2 separate regions of the Ovis aries genome follow, and region 1 is linked to region 2. The links are chromatin contacts, called in public Hi-C maps. All regions are on one chromosome and are shown on one strand. Each heading gives the region's core, a stretch centred on a gene start, on an enhancer-like site or on the middle of the called end of the contact. The rest is flanking DNA. Distances are from core to core; before and after follow the strand shown.

The links. Hi-C and Micro-C count contacts between places; a contact is called where the count stands out from the background.
Region 1: a Hi-C map of hypothalamus shows a contact between it and region 2, with 4 times the contacts expected there. The contact joins two enhancer-like sites. A contact is called at or near these places in 7 of 16 Hi-C or Micro-C datasets (blood, hypothalamus, skin fibroblasts and 1 more).

The regions. Positions count from the first base shown.
Region 1 is chr5:43,537,008-43,539,707 of ARS-UI_Ramb_v3.0, reverse strand. No RefSeq gene overlaps it. Among named protein-coding and RNA genes, the nearest start is that of PPP2CA, 33 kb to the right of the region's middle. Within about 2 kb of position 1,342, at least 4 of the 54 cell types and tissues checked have an H3K27ac peak or open chromatin away from gene starts, as enhancers often do. A contact at or near this core is called in hypothalamus, where this site is marked.
Region 2 is chr5:43,436,065-43,438,764 of ARS-UI_Ramb_v3.0, reverse strand. TCF7 (transcription factor 7) reads right to left here. Exons shown (of 11, transcript XM_042250521.1): 11 at 1-542. The coding sequence ends at 271. Among named protein-coding and RNA genes, the nearest start is that of SKP1, 18 kb to the left of the region's middle. Within about 2 kb of position 1,329, at least 24 of the 54 cell types and tissues checked have an H3K27ac peak or open chromatin away from gene starts, as enhancers often do. A contact at or near this core is called in hypothalamus, where this site is marked.

The sequences.
Region 1 (2,700 bases), core at 93-2,592, 100 kb before region 2:
CCCTCCTTTAACTCCTTCCTGTTGTTCAGAACAACCTCCTTACTGACTTTTACTCATATATGAAGCTTTCTCTATCAGGTTGCTTAAGATGACAACTTTCCCCATTCTCATTCCTGTTTCCTGCTTGACTTCTTCATATATCATTCCCTATCTGACAAGCTTTTTTTTTAATGATCTCCCTCCAATAAACGATGAACTGCATGAGAACAGGAAAATTAGTGTTTTGTTTGTTGCTATATTCCCCAGCATAGAATAGTGCCTAGCATATATTGACACTCAATAACGTTTTCTTGTGAATTAATGAATTTATTAAACACCTACATAGGAATCACTTGAAAAAAAACAAAGAATAAACTATGAGATAATTTTATTGATGTGGTAGAATGTGCTGTCTATATCATGTTAATATTCATTGTCAAGTAGCTGAATGAGTAGCAGTCATTCGGCATGGAGGTTAAAGGTGAAGGAAATGAGGTAAGCTTACAGCTTGTTAGCATTTTAATGGAGGAATTGAAACTTAGGTACTTTTAGAGATAAAACTTGGAGGATGCTTTTTAGGAATAGAATCCAGAGGAATCTCGGATAAGTGAGAAAAATTTTTTCTCGAAATTTAGAAAGAGACAAGGAAATTCAGATAAGACAAGTGAAAGGGTAAAAAGAAATAATGCTCTACAATATATGGGTCAGAATTACGCATATGAGTTACAGTATATGGGTCAGAATTTTAGATTTTCCACTGAAAGTGACCACATTTCTGTTTCTTTAATAACTATGTATCAGGAGACCTAAATTAATATACTTAGTGCTTGCCACAGAGTGAGAAATTGTGTGAGTACTGTCTCAGTGTATGCAGGTCTCTCAAGGAACTCTTGGCTTAGAACAAGCAAAGTGATTTATTTGCTTAATTGGATGGTATTGAAAGTATAAACAAAATGTATAACGTAGAGGGATAAGTAAAACAAAAAGTGCTTCAGATTTACTTTCTTTTATCTTTAGGTACTTATCTCTTTATTTGGCTGTATTAACTCTTCCTTGAGGCCCACGGCTCTAGTTGTGGCATGCAGGTTTAGTTGCCCTACGGCATATGGGACCTTAGTTCCTCAACCAGGGGTCAAACCTGTGTCCCCTGCATTGGAGGCTGGATTCCCATCCACCAGGGAAGTCCCTCAGATTGATTTTCAGACTAACTTTGGGTTAAGATTCTTGCTCTTTACCACTGGTGTTTTATTAAATGGATAGCAGAATAGAGACTACAGGCATCCAATGGCTATTATGTAGTCTCTGTGCCTGGCTTGCCAAAGCATAAAGAGGATTCCAAAGTTCTCTTTCAAGTCAGTTAGTCCTAACCACCTCCAGAGGGAGCTCAATAGCCGTCATTTTCAGGACCAGGAGCTCTTGTCTACCCTGGTCTAACAGGACAAGTCATTCAGCTCCATGTTGGACTGAACCTAGTGTATGAAGATGGGGTCCTAATGAGGCAGTGGTTTTTGCCCTTAAATCAGTGGTTTTTGCTCCCTAGGATGAGAAATGCAGGAAACAATGCATGCTAGGATTTGAGTTTCCTCAGATGAATGACTCCAAAGTCTTAAGACTTTTTAGATCAAGCCTGATTATTTATATACATTTCAGGCAGCTTCTCTTGGATGTCTCTGAGTAATTTCTTTGTAGTTACTAATATTACATTTATCAGTATTACTAAACTGTTTAAAGCATCTGATGCCTCTTGAAAAACTTTTGTTGTTGTTCAGTCACTAAGTCGTACCCGACTCTTTTCAACCCGATGGACTGCAGCACACCAGGCTTCCCTGTCCTTCACCATCTCCTGGAGCTTGCTCAAACTCATGTCCATTGAGTTGGTGATGCCATCCAGCCATCTCATCCTCTGTCGTTCCCTTCTCCTCCTGCCCTCAATCTTTCCCAGCATCAACCTTAAAAAAATTCTGCCACCGGCAGTCTCCCTTGATTTGTTGTTCAATAGATTTGAATTTGGAAAATGGGTTCCTTTAATTCCTGCCCTTCAAACAATATCTAGTGGTATCAGAATATTTATTGAAACTATATCTATGAACTCCTGGGGCTTTTCTCTTTTTAAAAATATTTGTTGAAAAGATTAATCTCCAAAATATACAATCTGCTCATGCACCTCAATATCAGAAAAACAACCCAATCAAAAAATGGACAGAAGACCTAAACAGAGATTTCTCCAAAGAAGAAATACAAATGGCCAAAAAACACATGAAAAGATGCCCAACATCGCTCATTGTTAGAAAAATAATCAAATTGAAACTACAATGAGTTATCACCTCACCGTGGTTAGAATGGCCATTATCAGAAAACCTACAAACATAAATGCCAGAGAGGATGTGGAGAAAAGGGAATCCTCCTGCACTGCTGCTAGGAATGTAAACTGATACAGTCACTGTGGAGAACAGTATGGAGATTATTCAGAAAACTAGGAATAAAACTACCATATGACCCAGAAAGCTCATTATTTGGCATATACCTGAGAAAGCCATAATTCAAAAAACACATATACCCCAGTGTTCACTGCAACAATATTTATGATAGCCAGGATATGAAAGCAACCTAGATGTCCATCGACAGATGAGTGGATAAAGAAGTTGTGGTACATCTATAAATGGACTATCACTCAGCCATAAAAAGAAAGGAATTTTTAGTCAGTTGTAGTGAGGTGGATGA
Region 2 (2,700 bases), core at 80-2,579:
ATGCACACTGGTTTTGAGCCACAACTGACTTGAACCAGTGACTAGGGCATTAGGTATCAGGGCTTCTAGTAGGTTACAGTCCACGGGGTCGCAAAGAGTCGGACACGACTGAGCAACTTCACCTTCACCTTAGGGGGCTGAATTTCTCAGGAAACATTTCCAAGTAATTTGAACTACAGCCACAAATGCTCACCACCCACACTTGCCTATAAGGTAGTGTCAGGTTATTCCAGTTGCTGGGCTGATAGGCCTAAATCTAACCTATTCCATTCACTTATTGAAAGCTGCTAAAAAGAATGTGGGCAGAAGCTTCCCTTGGTTCAGCTTACAGATAGCAGATGGATTTCTGTAAACAGGGCTTCTCCAGGCCCTTAAGAGAGAAGCAGTGTCATCTTGAGCTTTGTGGTTGTGACCATGCTTACATGTTGTTTGGTAAACCAGCTGGTTCTTGGTCCATGAAGTATCTGGTACAGGGAAGGTGGGGCAGTGGTGGAGGGGATGAGTACGGAAAGCAGCTGGGCTCAGTCCAGTCCACCTATGACCTATAGAGGAAAAGCAAGGGGGGCAGGGGCATCTGGCTGTCAAGACAGAGGGAGGGAGCCTGCCCTAGGCATGGGGGATGCCCCTGACGAAATGACACAACACAGATCTGATTCCCATCACTTGGAGCAGTTTGAATTGAGGGCCTCAGGTTTAGGCAGAAGTTGTGCAGACTCTGAAATCTCCAGGGCCTGAGCTGTGGGAGGGAGCCAACAGGCCCCCTGGCCGGTTTCCACCTGCTTTGGGACTCTGTCGTCTCCTCTCAGAGGGTGAGCCCCTGGAGGAAGCCATGTGTCCTGTGCATGCTAGGCTGCCTGTCTCTGAGATTCCTGTTGCTGTACCTGTGTACTCTGCTGGTCGCTCTGAGGGGGCTGAGAGGCTGAGAGTGGCTGAGAGGCCTGGTGATGTAGGCGCTGGTTCTGCAGGGCTAGCAAGCAGTTCTGTGGGGAGGTGGGGCAGCAGGAGGTACGAGGGCGAATCCTGGGGAGTTGGGGACCTGGGGCAGCCTAGAGCACTGTCATCGGAAGGAACGGGGCTGGGGCAGCGGCCTTCTCCGGGTAAGTACCGAATGCATTTCTTTTTCCTCCTAGGAATAGTGAAGAGAGTTATCTGTAAACAGAGGGTGAATTCATAGTCATACACCACAACCAAAAAATGCTGTCCTTGCACAGGCCTATCTCCCCATGACTTACATACATATGCCTATGCCTTAGGACTTAGCATGGCAACTGCTGGGCCTGGCCCAGACCGTGGACAGGTGCAGTTCTCAACAGAGCCACTAGATGGCACAGGGACCTTTTGTAGCTCCATGTGTGGGCTGCCTGCTGTCTTCTAGGACAGCTGTCTCCCAGTCTAGGCTGTTGCAGCTTGCTTCACGTGTTTGTGAAGCTCAGATCTGATTAATGTGTGCTTGTGGCTTCTAGCCCTGAGCATGTCAGATACTTAGAGCTAGGCTAGGAGCAGAGAAGGGGAAGAAAGGGAATTGCCTCACCCATTCCTACCATCTTATTTTCTGTTTGAGGACAGGGCTGCCTACCATCATGTGTACATATGTACATACACTTATTCCCCCAAATTCCTCTTTGTTCTTGGACAGGGAACGTGGGGGTACCCTTCGGGGCTGAACAAGTATTCCTTAGTCAGTGAACTTACTGCCTGGAACAGCCTCAGCCTTGGCCCTGGCAGGCCTGGCCTGAGCCTAATATAGGTATATTTGGTAGGTATATTTTCTTTTCCCATATACAAATATTGTATGGTGAAACACAGGTTTAATGCCATAGGATCTGAGTATGGGTGCCAAGGGTACCTGTGTTGACCTCTCCCTCCATCTGGTCTCAGTAGGTCACATGGCTATTGTGCATTTGCCTTATTCAGGGTATTCTCTACTGCAGTACTGCTTTGCTGTTCTTAGATTTGAGGCTCAGTATGGTACAACAGGGATCCCAATTTGACGTGAAGGAGCTGGTGGACCACGATGACGCTGAGGCCTGGGGACGGGCTTGAGCCACTTAAATGCTGTGTGCGAGATTTGTCTAATATGGACCTGCTCAGCCTGATTAGCACCAGACAACCGTTACCAGGGAACCCTGGGCACCAGGCCCCAGAGATGCCTTTAAAGCCCGCCTTTCCTTCCATCTAGGATATTCTCTCCTGTTCCTTCCACTTAGACCCAAGTGATCTTCCTCAGAAGCTGTGTTCATTCTCATTCTTAGGAGGCATTGGCTTCCCAGTCTGTGGGTATGTTGGGGTGCTAGAGGCCAAAGGAGGACAGCAGGCCCAGCAGAATCTGCAGAGTCAGGGAAGCAGCTTGAAGCAAAGGGAGGGTGGTGGTGGGGACAAACCCACCTGCACGGACCACACCAATCCGTCTGCTGGTTGAGGCCAAAGCGAGCACGGCATTTCTTAGGCGAGCCAGGGTCTGCTCACAGCCATGCCAGAGGGGCAGAGCAGGGCAGAGGGCGAGCAGGCAGGCAGCAGGGCAGAGCAGGGCCCAGAAAGAAGAGGTAATATCAGTGTTAGCCAGTCACAGATACCCCACAGTCCCTACAGGCAAGGGCCTCTCCATGGCCTGTCCAGTCTTAGTGGGAGGCCAAGGGCCCAAAGCCAAGGTATCAGAAAAGGCTGGCACCCAGCTGGCAGTATAGAGGCAGGGGAAAAATG